Linked DNA regions of Gossypium arboreum: region 1 is linked to region 2. A link is a contact called in public Hi-C data. All regions are on one chromosome and are shown on one strand. The core of a region is the stretch at or near the end of the contact, and the rest is flanking DNA. Distances in the headings are between cores, read along the strand shown. Region 1 holds the start of LOC108461427 (60S ribosomal protein L9-like). Region 2 holds the start of LOC108473474 (probable methyltransferase PMT18).

What was found. Hi-C and Micro-C count contacts between places; a contact is called where the count stands out from the background.
Region 1: a contact with region 2 is called in a Hi-C map of leaf, with 6 times the contacts expected there. The contact joins the promoter of LOC108461427 here to the promoter of LOC108473474 in region 2. A contact is called at or near these places in 3 of 5 Hi-C or Micro-C datasets (all in leaf).

What each region holds. Positions count from the first base shown.
Region 1 is chr1:27,903,354-27,910,787 of ASM2569848v2, forward strand. It overlaps LOC108461427 (60S ribosomal protein L9-like), which reads right to left and starts at 4,293. Exons shown (of 3, transcript XM_017761269.2): 1 at 3,824-4,293; 2 at 3,225-3,347; 3 at 2,885-3,125. The coding sequence starts at 4,198. The coding sequence ends at 3,039.
Region 2 is chr1:27,504,943-27,511,971 of ASM2569848v2, forward strand. It overlaps LOC108473474 (probable methyltransferase PMT18), which reads right to left and starts at 4,267. Exons shown (of 7, transcript XM_017775047.2): 1 at 3,789-4,267; 2 at 3,297-3,362; 3 at 1,732-2,457; 4 at 1,314-1,524; 5 at 876-1,173; 6 at 300-767; 7 at 1-213. The coding sequence starts at 2,427.

The sequences.
Region 1 (7,434 bases), core at 3,043-5,542, 400 kb after region 2:
AGTTTTATGGATGATTTCTTCGTGTACAATTAAATTTTCATGGATCTGGACGATTAAGAAAAGACAGCATTCATTACAAAAGACAAACTGTTCTACTATACAATGATGCCTTTCGAACTAAAGAACATTGGGATAGTGATAACTCCCCATTCTTTTTTTTAAGAAAAAACTAATAGTTTTTAGCACTAAACACAATAATATAGTGACCAATTTTCACCGTACCGTACGTTAGAAACCTTTAGTATAAATACATTAGTTATTTAATAACCAATTATGTATTAAAAAAGTTAACATATACTTCAGCATGCTCAAATCCATGTATTTTTAGTTGTTGTAATAATAATAGTGCCAACTAATCTAAAAGCTCAATTGACATGGTGTGCTTGCCACCAATATTTTTGTAAGCTCTTGAAAGATACAAGTTCAAAATCAAATTAACTTAGGCTATATTTGTTTCACTAAAAACAATTTTTAAAAAATGATTTCTGGTAAATAGATTGATTTTCTGAAAAAGCTTACATTTTTTGGTGTTTGAATGATTCTGTGTAAAATATTTTCCTTTATTTGCTAAATTTTCATGAAATCATTTTTTAAAAATTTTTTTTAGGGAAACAAGCACAACATAAATTTCTTCGTTACAAAATATTATAGAAGCATTTTCTTTTAACAATCAAAATTTATTTTATAATAAGATAATATTTTATAATAAACAATAATTAATTAAAACTTAATTTAAATTACATATTATATATATTACATATATGAAGTGGATAGCGGCAAATTGGTGTTGGAAGGTGTAAACAAAGCTAAGCATGATTTAAACATTCATATTTATATTATTAAAATTTTCATATTTTATAATATAAAACTTTTATTATTGAATATTTATAAATTGTAATATATATTTATTATCAAAATATTAACATAAATTTCTTTAATAATAAATTAAGAATATTATTTAAACTTTAACATTATTATTAATGTAAATTTATTATTCATATAAAATCGTAATATTATATAATTTATTAAAATAATAAATTGTATTAATAATTTATTATATTATTAAATATAAATAATTAAATATTTATTTTTAATGGTATTGAATATTATAATATTTGATATAATATTTTAATATATTTAAATTTTAATATTAAAATTTATTATTAATATGATAATATCATACTTAATTCAAATTATTCTTTATAATTGAGTTATTCATGAAGGAGTTTGTTTTTGGAAAAATAATTTACACTTTTCAAAAGGTAAATTAATTTCCCAAAAATTACTTATTTTCTATTGATTTGTAAATTATTTTTCATTTACCATGTTTTTCACGAAACAAAAATAAAAAAATGCAGAAAACTTTTTCCATGAAACAAACACCCCCTTGATTGCATAAAAGTGTTTGAGGCAAAGTAGTCAATACCCTACCAATAGGCATACCATTTTAGCCTTGATACTAATACGTACCAATATCAACATATTTCGATGAACCGCTTTAGGTTTATCAATGTTTTTAAATATTTTTCACATATATATTTATAGTCTTATTTTAGTTTCTTAATAAACAATATATTATTTTGGTAAAATAAATAAATTATATATTACATATACATACAAATATATCTTAATCACATACATATAAATATATTTATATGTAAATATATGTTTTAAAATTAATAATTAGGTTCAATAATTTTATTTACTAACTATAATTGTAGAAAAATTAAAATGGTTAGGAATAAAATTTAAAAGTTGGTTTAAAATATCAAAATATTGTACCAACCAGTACAAGTTGGTACAAGTCAATATTGATTGAAACACATCAAAAATTTAACCAAAACATAACATATAAAACTTGGCTCGGTTTAAGATCGGAATGGTACGTATTATTTGGTACGGTACCGACTACCATGGTTTGAAGGCTTAGAGTAAGTTAAAAATGGCTAAACTACTTTTGTAGTTAACCAACTATGAAAATTTACAATTGTCATTCAACTGTTAGTAATTTTCTATTTTTGTTACCCAACTATAAAAAATTACAAAATGATTATTCAAATATTCAATTGTCTTTTTTTTTTATATTGGATTTTTAGATATTTTTATTTCTACGTAGGTCTATCTTGGATTTTTGGGTAATTTTATTTCTACATAGGTCAACTGATGACCATAAAAGACAAAAATTAAATAGTTAGATAATTATTTTATAACTTTTATAGTTAAATGACAAAATAAATAAATCTATTAATAGTCAAATGATTATTTTATAACTTTTAAAATTAATTATAAAAAGAAAAAAACTATAATCGGTTAACCTCTACCATAGTATACCCATTGAAAATATATAAAAATTATTTAATAACTCTTCTGAATATTTAATACCAACTGTTCCCTCCATGATTAGTTGAGTGATGGCTTTAGAATCAGTAGCCTGTCTCCCCCTCTCCTTGGGCTGCTTTTTTTTTTTTTATCTTTTGTCATCCTTTTTCAGCCATGGGTTGGTGTGACTGCCGACGCACCGCTTCTCACCTGACCCTCCTCCCACTTTCTACAGGACACCAGTTTCTACTGGTGACAGTGCTACCGACGCTCGATTTCTTCTTGATATGTTTGTTTGCTCTTTCGACCCCTTATTTTATCTTGCATGCGAATGAAACTTCTTATTTGAAAATATAAGGTTAAAATTGTCAAATTATCATATTTGAACTTTAAATATTACAAGTAAGGCTTCTTAAAAAAATATTTGTTTATGGTAGCATTCTTTTTCAGAATATATCCTAAAATGCTTAAATATATCGTATCTTATCTTATTTTCAATAATTTGGATGATAATCAAGTCTTTAAACCAAAGGCTTTCATGCCTTCTTAAATTGCAGCAAAAGGGTTGCCGAAAAATTGCATTCCAAGTCATTGATGAAAGGAGCTCAATGTCGCAAAACATAAAGATGAAACAAATATAAGATAACATCCTTATAATCTAAAGTCTGAAAACCAAAGCAGAGCATTATAACACTATGAAACAAGAGATACCGTACCAATCATTCTTCTTCAGCGATCCTGCCCTTCTCGCTAACATAGATACCATCAAGGAACTTTCTAATATCCTTGTTCTTCACATGGCATTTCTGTTCCAATCAAAATTCACATTCATCAAGATAAATACCAAATATCAATCATCTCCAGCTTCAATCTCAGTGTTTAAAAGGGATCGACAGAGGGCCTACCTGGTTTATCAAAGCTGCCGAGCGTGACACAAGTTCGATATCGTTACCATCCAACACGATCTCGTCTTTAACCTTCTCTGATCGAACAATGGATACCCCTTCCAACATATCCACCTTTCGCACCTAATGTTCACCGGTGCAAACGTTAACATAATGTCATTGGAATACAAGGAACTTATCAAACTCTTGAACATGTTTCATATTTGGTTACTTGAACCCTAAAACATGAACAATTTGGTTCAAGATGTAAAAACAATGCCTGCCCATTTCTCTACATCAGTCAATGCAACCAGAACTCCAGAAAATATAAGAATTTTAGGTTGTCAAGTCCTAAGGGTGTTGACATTAAACAAACAAAATATATGAATCAACGTATGCTCTTAATGTAGCATTTCAACAGCATCGTACGCTTGAATAGGCCAAAAAGAAAATGAAACAAAAAAAAGCCCTAATATATGATAAAAACAATAATAAATGCCTTATTCAAACAAAAAAAAACAAATAAAGGGAATTAAATCAACAGTGTCAATGTGATTTCGATTCAATAAGAGATTAAAAGAACGGAGAGAGAGAGAGAGAGAGAGAGAGAGAGAGAAGACCTTCTTCTCGCCAAGGAAATTACGGATCTCGATGGACTTGTTGCCGTTAGTGATGGAGGCGTTGATGGGAAAATGAGCATAAACAAACCTCATCTTGTAACGGTAGCCCTTGGTGACGCCGGTGATGAGATTCTCAACGTGGCTGAGAGTAGTACGGATGGCGGCGCTAGTCTTTCTAGAGCCAAACCAAGCCTCGATCCTGAGCTTGCGTTTGCCGCTCTCCTCGTCCTTGATGAGATGAAAATCGAGGTTGAGGTGCTTGAAGTTACGGATGAGCTTACCCCTGGGACCTTCAACCTCGATCATCTTGGCCTTCACCTTAATATCAACCCCATCAGGGATGTCCATTGTCTCTGAAGAAAGAATGGTCTTCATTTTGCTTGCCTTCTGCTTCCTTCCTCGGTGCGGCTTCGATGGAGGGACTAAGTAGAGTGTAAAAACCCTATAACTTAAAGGCTGTAATGTTATATAATTTATTAGTATAAGGATTCAGTTTTGGGCCGGCTTTAGGGTTAAGAGCAGAAAATAGAGGAGAAAAATAGATTGCTGTGAGAGTCCGGCCCAATTAAAAAGCTTATTTTTCGAGATAATAAGCAATAAATTGAATTAATGTAAACTTGTGTATTTATCAAAAGTTAATTAATTCACCTTACTTTATTGTTAGTTGCTCTTTTTTTTTAATCAACAAATTGTCTAAACCAAAATTTACTATTCTATTAATCTCAATAACAAGTAATAACTATTTAAGAATTTCTTCAAACACTTGCATATTTGTACTCCTTTTTGTAGTTATTTGCTTATTTTAATTATATGTAATTTATTATTTCATTTTATTAAATTTTTAATTATGAATAATGACTAATCGATTGAATCTTAATTCGATTGTAATGAATATTATTGTCTATACAAGAGGACATGTGTTTGAGTGTACTAAAACGGAATATTATCTTGTTTATGGATTAGGGAGGAACTATAAGTAATTTTAAGTATTGTGTTAAGTAGATTTGATCAGAACCTATAATGAGATTATTTAAAAATAATAATAATAATTGTGAATAATGACCAAAATGTATAATAATTTAAGTGTGCAAGGGATAATTTGGCCCGTGCAATTTTCATGTAATTAGTAGCCTTAGAGTAGCTAAAGGCTATCTTTTCCAACCTTACCCAATGTGTAGACAGGGGAAGGCGATAGCCAATGGTGAAATTTTCTTATGATGCGTTCAAAATTTTAATAATTACAAATTAGTATAATAATAAATTTTCTCTTCACTTCCTCTCTCCTAAAAAAATTATGATTTATCTTTGTCCCAAAGTAATTTTCTAGTTTTGCCCTTGGTCTTACCGTTATTCACTTGTTCTGAAAAAAAAAAAAAAAAAACTCATTTTTTCATTTTTTTTTTTTTTTGTTACCTCTTCTTATTTAAGCATTAGACAACATTTCAAAGCATAAACTTCCTTGTGGATTTCTTTTTGCCTTATAGGTTTCTTTGCGCATCCAACCTAAGATATAATATATGCCTAGCCTCTTTCTAAAGAAAATATTATTTGGCACATGCAAAGAGCCTAATAATTATTGAGTGTGTCTTAAAGTACTATTTAAATTTATTGTCATTTGAAGCTGCAGGTGTGCAGTTGTTGTTAAGTTATAATACAATAGATACTTGGATGAAAGTATTCTAATAATCAAATCCAAAAGAAAATAATTTACTTCAAATTTAGGTTTTGAATACTTATAATTATTAACCTAAATTACTAATCTAATTAAATTCATGATTATGAACAGACCGACTTAAAGGAATTTTATTCTAATTACTAAAAAACAAAGCAAAATTGTTTAAACTACTGAACTAAAACAATCTCAATTAAAAACTTTCCTCTCAAGTGTAAAATGTAGTGGTTGATTAGTTTAATTAGAAACTAATGATTAGGCTTAGTCAAATTGATCAGGAATTATCCATTGTTAACTTTAGATACTCACGATCTCTCGACTCACCTCGGATTCTAAAATTCGCCACCAAACCTCAACTCTTGCATATTAGCCAATTGCTTATAGGGTCTCTCAACTCCTAGTAGTTAACAAGTTCGATTGATCTAGTATATTAAAGCCAGATTTCTCATTTGGAAGATTGACATGTTTGTCCGGTTGCATAGGTTCAACAACTTGGACAGGTTCAGTAGCTTTGGGCGATTGGGCAGCTTGAGTGGCTCAGCCACAAGGCAGTGGATACTTCGCCTGTCAGGTTGGACGACTTCGTCAGGTTCAACACACGCTTGCATATTCCTCTTCCAACGACTTAATAATACCCATTTTTCAGAAGTTGATGATGCTCTCCTGACTAATATAAATGTGGTTCATCGTGGGCCTTAAACCAATTGTAATAAGGTTAAATGGTGCAAAATTACCATTATTGATCAAAGCACAATTGGTTGGATGTTAACATTCTCATCAGGAATAATTATCTAATTGCACTCTTTCTTAAAATGCAAATAAAAAATAAGATAGGTATTGAAGTTGGTTAGATCTAATAGAATTTCTTTGATTATGCAAATAAAATATAATCACTTTGATTCTAATAAATGACGGATAAGCATATAAGTAGTGTGCACATGTTAAAAACTTGGTTATGCATACTTACATCCACTAGTAGTATGCCAGAAATCTTTGGATCTTGGTACATCCAACAAAGCTACAAAAAATTAATTAATATAATGTAATATAATTCTTCGAATAAGTTATATGGTCACAATTATTAATTCTCTTAATTTTTTTAGATATAAACATTTATATTGTCATATATTTTATAGCATTTGCTTATGTTTTTCTTTTTAATAAGAATAAAAGTTGAATAAAAGAGATACGTGTTATTTGGTATCATACGTACAATTATAAAATTATAAGGTAATCATTTATTCATTATTTTTTTTATTTTGATGACTTACATAGCTTTTTATAAATATATCAAATTCTTTAATCTCCTTTGATCTCCATTTATATGATTGATTGAGAATTAATTTAATGGGAGATAAATAATGAATTGTTTTATTAATTTTTTTTTTTAGATTTTATTAACTAGAGTATGTAAACTCTAGCATGTGAAAGAATCTCATCTTGAGTTACATGTTGTGGACTACGTTGAAGCGCCTCCTATACCAAGTAAATTTTTAATCGATTTCCTATCGTAATTAGGCGCCAATTACTCGAACTAGCTTGTGAAAACCCTAAACCTAGCTGGTTTTTTTTTTTTTTTTTTAGATCGAACCTGATTGCAGGATAGACAAATGAAGAAATCCTACCTTGATAGAAATGAAGAAAAAATTGTTGTAGGAGAACCCCACAATTACTCGAATCTATATTTGTTTCGATAATCATAAATTTATGGAACCATTAAATAAAAGAATGTAATTGTTTAAACTATAAATAATTTATTTTGATAGGAAAACGATAAATTGAATTTAGGGTTCATTTATTTACATGTAAAATATTTTATGGAAAATGCTTTCTGCATTTTTCTGTATTTGTTTCATAGAAAACAGCTTGGTCAACGGAAAATGACTTATAGGTCAAGATAAAATAAGCTATTTTTCCTGTAAAATGATTTGTCATTTTG
Region 2 (7,029 bases), core at 3,017-5,516:
GTTGCTTCACCAGTCCAGTATGTTTTGACAGCAACAAGAATCTTCTCTGGATTGAAAGGTCCGCTTTCATGGTCAATTATCTGACTCTTCCATCTCATTCCATCTGTTATACTCTGGATCTTCACAAGCAGCTCCACTGTGTCCCTAAATATAACGGTCCCTTCCGGCCTCAGAATCCGATCCATATCCAGCAAGATGTAAGTGATGTCACACCTTCAATGAAAAATATATAACATCAGTTCAACCACAATTACGAATTACGTGCTCATGATTGAGAATACCACCTCTCATAACATTACCTGTTCTGGTATAAAGTAAACAAGCCACTAGCATGGATGAGATCATATGTTCTTGGATATGTTGAGAATGCCTCACACCAGTCCTGGTAGGTACCAATTAAACCTCGCTCATAAATAACTCCCAAAGTGTCATGATTTGAATTTATAGGGACCACGTTCATGACCCAAACTGGATAATTTAACATAGCTGTTGCAAATCCCCCAATGTAAGCATTCATGTCCATAATATTCCGATATCGTCCAGTGGGAAGTGGACTAATGATTCGTTTGTAATGTGCTACTCTTTCCTTCCAAAGTTTATTATCCTCTTCGAATCTCTCAGCTGTGATGCCTGGTGTTGAGCCACTCCTAATTCTAGGAGGAACAGCGGATGCTCGCTCTGGCCATTTTTCCATTGCCCCACCAGCAACATCATCTGAGCTGCTTACTTCAGGAAGTGGAGTTACACAAGCTTCCAAATTCCGGTACCTTTTTAGCACAAATGACAAAAGGAAAATGAGACCACAGTGGACAATATGAATAACAGAGTATGTATCAAGGAGGAAACAAGAACATGAAGGACACCAATGAGAGTACCAAGCTGTGTCTGGATCATCTGACTCGCACATGTGCGGTGCTTTCAAGAGCTTCTTACTTCTGAGACACTCAACATGGTTAATGGGCTTTTGCCAAACCGATAGATCATTCTTTTCAATCACTTTCTTCCAGCATAGGCTTTTGGCAACATCTTCAATAGCATCTTGCTCTTGTTTTAAGTCCTCCCGTGTCCTTTCCCAGCCTCTCCAGAACTTCTTCCAGTGAATAGGGGGACCGGAAAGAACCCAATAACCACCAGGCCGTAGAATCCGGTCCACTTCAGCGAGGTACAAACCATCTATACCAATTAAATGAAACCATTAGCTTAACACAACTTTTAAACCTACAAAGCAAGGAGATAGAGGGTAGTAAAACGGTCATTGCACCTTCCTAACAGAGTTAATCTCATTTTTGAAAAAAGACGTGCAGATCCCTTACCATATTTTTGCCAAGGGATCAAGCAGCGAGAACAATGAGCCAAGTCAAAAGCCCTAGCGGGGTATGGAAGCCTCTGTGACCCCATAATTCCAATCATTGCTGGAACTCCACGTTCCAGCGCAAACTGGACCTGTGCTTCGTGCGTATCTCTTGGAGCAAAAGACATTGTCAAGATATTCCTATTCAAGAGGTAAGCACCAAAACTTGCAACCTAACACCAGAGTAAAGAAGAAAATAATTACTAGCAATTGAAGTACCAGTTAATAACATAGACTGAAAGTGGATATGGACTTCGTAATAGAACAGGAGTCGAAAGCAATTGATGATTGTAAAAGATTTATAGCCCAAAATAGACAGCAACAAATTACGAAGCATGGGAAAAGATGCAAGTAAATTGAAAAGGATATTCGTTACTTACCCCACAGCCAGTATCAATTGCTGTTCTAATAGTTCCATCGGTAAGAGGAATGAGCCTGCCAATATCATCGATATATGCATCAGCTCCCCGAGGGAACATGGTACCTCCCCCAGGGAATCTAAAACGATTACCCTCTAATTGAATCCAATTCTGAATAGCCTTCTCAATGCTGAGTTCTCTGTGGGGGATATTGCTGTACCAGGCATAATCTCGGCTCTGAGGCCACTTGAAAGGGGTCTTATATTGTGGAGGAGCAGGTATAAGACAACGGAGAAGTTCTTCCTTCGCGGGACAATGCCGCTCTCTGTATTTCAACATGTTACGATCGAATTTCCTTCCTCTCACTTTATCTTGACAGGGGGTGTACTCACTGAATGACATATCACATGATGGGAACTGATTGACTGTTTTAGAACTGTTAAGCACAACTTGATGATGGCTTGCAAAGTCCAAGTTGGTTGATGATGGATGACCAACTGCGGCATTGCCGTTGTCGGATGTAGTAACATGACTATCACAGCCACCTTTATTGTATGCACTAAATTGAGTAGTGGTGGGGGTAGAAGAACGCTGCCAAGCTCCCAACATATAAAACAATATGCAGAGGAAACTAACCCCTAGAATCCAAGTGAGGCGGTTCCTCTGCACTTCGAGTCGATGATGATGCTTTGGTGATCCACTGTACTCTTTGGCCATCAGGATCAAAGGCAATTATCTCATCACAATCTGATATACAACAAAGCAAATGTGAAGAGGAAAACATTAGAATTGAAACATTGCAGCAGAACTGAAAACTAATCTTAACTTCTCTTGCACATAAAAGTTGAAAGACAACACAAGTAATTGCAAGGTGGGATTCTAAGAATGCATTGCAATATTCAATTATTTCTATATAAGAAAAAACAAGAACGTCAATTTGACAAAAAATATGGGCACATTGTGTCCAAAGAAATAAGGAAACAAGTGATTCATTCATAAGTAAACTACAGATATAATTGCAGCATTCTTGCAGGTAAAAGCAAAGATTCATAAACTAGATTGAATAGAACATAGTTAAGTAAAGATTCTAAAGCCAAGCTAATTAACAGGAATTAGGAGAAGAAACAGAAGAAACAAAGGAAAGAATAAGACTGAAGCTTCTTAAGAGAAAACCAAGCCCCAATATTTTCATTTGTACCAAAAATAGAACTTGAGAAAGAAATGAAGTTAAAAGCAAGCATCTCAAAGCCCTTAGAAAACGGTTAATCAGAACATATCTAATAGCCCCAAGTGCCCAACAGAACACAACATCAAACCCAAAGCAAGAAAAAAGAAAAAAGAAAAAAAGAAAATCAAGGAGAAAAGGAGTCTTTTTAGAAACTAGCAAACTTGTTAAAGGAAAGAGAACTTAGCAGAACCTTGAATCTGTGGTTATCTCTTTCATTTTTCACAACTTTGGACTATTTTCAGCATGAACCACACATGGCAGCAGCAAAAAACAGTTTTGTTCCTTTTATTTTGAGGAAAAAAAAATGAGAACTTTCGTACCTAAAAAAGAAAAAGAAAAAGAAAAAAAAAGAAAGTACCTGAAGAAGGTAAACTTGTTCTTCCCTGAGACTTTCAGCAACTCAAAAATCCAAATATGTTGGTTCCTGTAAAAGAAAGGGGTGCAGTGCACTGAACTTTGTTTAAATGGGGCTATACATATAAATACATAAATAAATATGAAAAAAAAAAGGGAAAGGAAATAAACTAAGAAGAAAGAAGACCAATGAAGTAGATAAGAAAAAGCAGTCCACATTGGTGCATCAAAAAGAAGAATATAATAATAAGTTACCAACAAAAATAAGATATAAAACCTCCCTCACTTACAGGACTTAGAATTCCATTGTTTTTCCTTTGGAAATAAAAAGAATATTACTGAAAAATAAGAAGAAGACTGGATAACATGTCTTAACGTACTTCCCTAAACCTTGTGGTGGATGAGTTTTCTTTGTTCATAAAAAAAAAAAGGACAGATATTTTAAACCAAAAATGAAGTTAAAGACAGAAAGGAAGAGAGAGATGAGAGATCTAACTTTTAAAAGGACAAAAAAGGGAAGTAGAAGATTTTTGAGCTAGCAGCAGCTCTCATTTCCATTTCTTGACATCTGCAGTTCACTTGCCATATTCATTTGTCCACAAATTTCAACATAAAATAAGAAAAATGAAGAAACCCTTTGGTTTTGGAAAAAATATATAGTGAAGTGGGGTAAGGGATTTGTTTTTGTTCTTCAACTTCACAAGAAAAAAAAAAGACCCCACCAAACATACACAAACTGTAATCAAGCATGGAACTTTTTTGCTGGACCCTTTTGACAAATATTAAAAGAAAACATGTTGATTGATGATTACACTCGTCTACGTAAAGAACTAAAGATGATTTCGTCCATATACATAAATAAAATCAGCCCATTTCACCAAAAGAAATTTGGATATTCCATATTATTCGTATGATGAACTAATAAAAATCAGAAAGATCCCTTTGATAATTTATCTTTTGATCATATATATCTATAAATTTTTCACATATTATTGTTTTAATTTTTTTTTTAAAATGTGTCATAATCGTGGAAAAGAACAAAGGAGGTTGGTAGGCAGGGCGTAGTGGGCAGGTGGAGCCCTGATTTTTTTGATAGGGGAGATGGGGGAGGGTCAGTAGATACCGTACGTTGTTGTTTAGGCTCTTGTATATATAACACTAATTAGTAGTAATGATTCTGCTGTTGTAAAAGGCTCAAACCCTTTGCCATTTAGCATAATGGCATTGAGATTGCTGCTTACCTTATTTCTCTTTTAATCTACAGTATGCTTTCGTGATTTTTGTCTCTCAATGCACACACTCCCATGTATACAGGGAAACAAAAGGTATCCAATGACTTGCTTTTGTCTTAAAATTGAGATCATCTAAATAACCCTAATCCTAATCCAAATAACAAAGCATTGTAGCTGTTTGATATGGCCTTTTTCTCCGTTGGACCCCATCAGCAATTTACTGGACTCATTGTTCCCCTTCCCCATTCCTAGCCACTACAACTCATTGTTCATTATTAACCTTGGTCATTTCCATCAACAGTTGCACACTGAATTCAGGGCCTTAGATTATTAGGCTCTGATGCATGCATCAGAAATAAATTACTCTGATCAGAGTCAGAGACCCTTTGACTATTGTGTGCAGTTTATTCAATAAATTTATGTAATCCCATTTCATGATTTGTGGGAAGGGGGTTTCCAAATTCCATTGAAGGAATCCAAAATTTAGCCAATGGTTGATTATGGAATTATAAGAAATACAATTGGCCGGTATCTTGGAATTGAGTGAAATTGCATTTTGTGTTTTTATTAAAAATGATAAATTAATTTATAAGTTAGCAAAAATTATTTTTTATATTAAAAATGTTATCTATTTTTATACCTTAGCATAAGGTATTTGTGATATGTGACATGTAAATATTTAATTATTTTATCAATTATACTAATTTTAAGAGTAAAATAAATAAAAATTCTAATAAAAGAATTAAATTACTATTTAATCTAATATATCATAGTTAATTTGTCCAATTATTTTTAGTAGAAAAGTAAATTTTAATCCAACTTTTTAGTATAAAATTTTCCTTAATACTTTTACTTCAAGGCTCTTGAATTTTCTGAGAAATTTATCAGCTCTTCCTTTTGGTCGCCACCACTTTGAATTTCAGACTGAGTATTTGATTCCCACGGTGATAAGTTTAATAGCATCTTAAACCATTCCTCCACAAAGTATGCTTTCCAAGAGAATAAGCCATTTAAGAATAAATTGGGCAGTATTTGTTTTTGAACAAGTCATATTCTTCTCAGTTAAATTTGCGCATATATATATATACACACAAACATATGTTGACCACCCATGATAGTTGGTCCTGACAGGATTTCTAAATAATAATAAAAAATGCTCCCCTGTACTCATCCATAACATTTGTAAATGTCAAAGAAATGTTGGGTAAGGCTTACTTTGACAAGAAAAATCTATTTCCAGAAACTAGAAGAGGGGGAAAAAGTTAACGATAGACATGGCTTTTTCTCTAAAAATGAGCCTTTTCTAATTCGTCATGAAACTTCAGTCTCACTGGAATTATTGGCTATGCAAATCCCTTATTTCACTTAATTTAACACCATTATCATCCATCGACCTGGAGGAAAAAGTAATGTCTATATGCCAACACTACAGATATAAGGTGGGGTTAATTGCTAACATCGAGACTATCAAGAATGTAGCGTTGGATACAACTCCCATTAAAACTTTAAAAAAGTTACATCGAGTACTTTGTTAGTAGTAATGAGTATTTTGTTAGTAATATGTTAATAAATTTCAACTATTTTTTCAAATAAAACACAAATTTTATTAATTTTATATTTTTAACGATATTTTCTATAAAAAATATTTTTAGTGATGTTTATTAATATTAAAAAGTTAGTTTATTGTCAATAAATAGTATGTAATTTAACTTATCTGTTTCTAAATAATACTAATTCATATATTTTGAATAAAAAATAAAATATTTATCTCAAAATTTTTATATGATTAAATTTCAAAATAATTTTAAATATTTAATATGTAATTAATAGTATTTAAAATAAATTTAAATTTAAATTAATATTATGATTCAATTGTTAGAAAATAATGAAATAAATAAATAAAAATTAGAAAATTTTGTCTCAAAAGTAAAATTTTACCCCCTTTTATACAATCCCAGATTACTACCTTTTATACAATCCCAGAGCTTAGACACATGTCAGCATAATAAGTTATCAGAATCTGCTTTTCTACCTCCTGTCACCAAGTCCTTCTTTTACCCAGTTGTCTTCCCATGAAAAGACTACTTGCTCTTCCTTAAGAGTGGCCTTGATCACTCGCTTCCATGACAAGGCCACTAGCTCAATGCGTTACCTCATCAGACACTTGTTTTTTAAGTGCAAAGCACTTAACCAAGTATGAACACTCATCTAATGATGAGTGAGCTCTACCAGGGAATAACAATAACCTGTACTATCTAATACCATTACATTTGCACCTCATATACACTATGCTAGTATGTCCACTATCCATTGTAAAGACCTACCACATCACACTATAAGACAAGATGACCTCTCCTATAAATACCCTCCAAACAATGAGGAAACGATCAATTTTTGCTTCCATAACAAGGCCACCCCTTTAATGAGTTATGTAACACACCATACTCGGTCATCGAATTCGGGTATGGAGCGTCACAAAATAAAACCACTAGACTAGCAGCAACT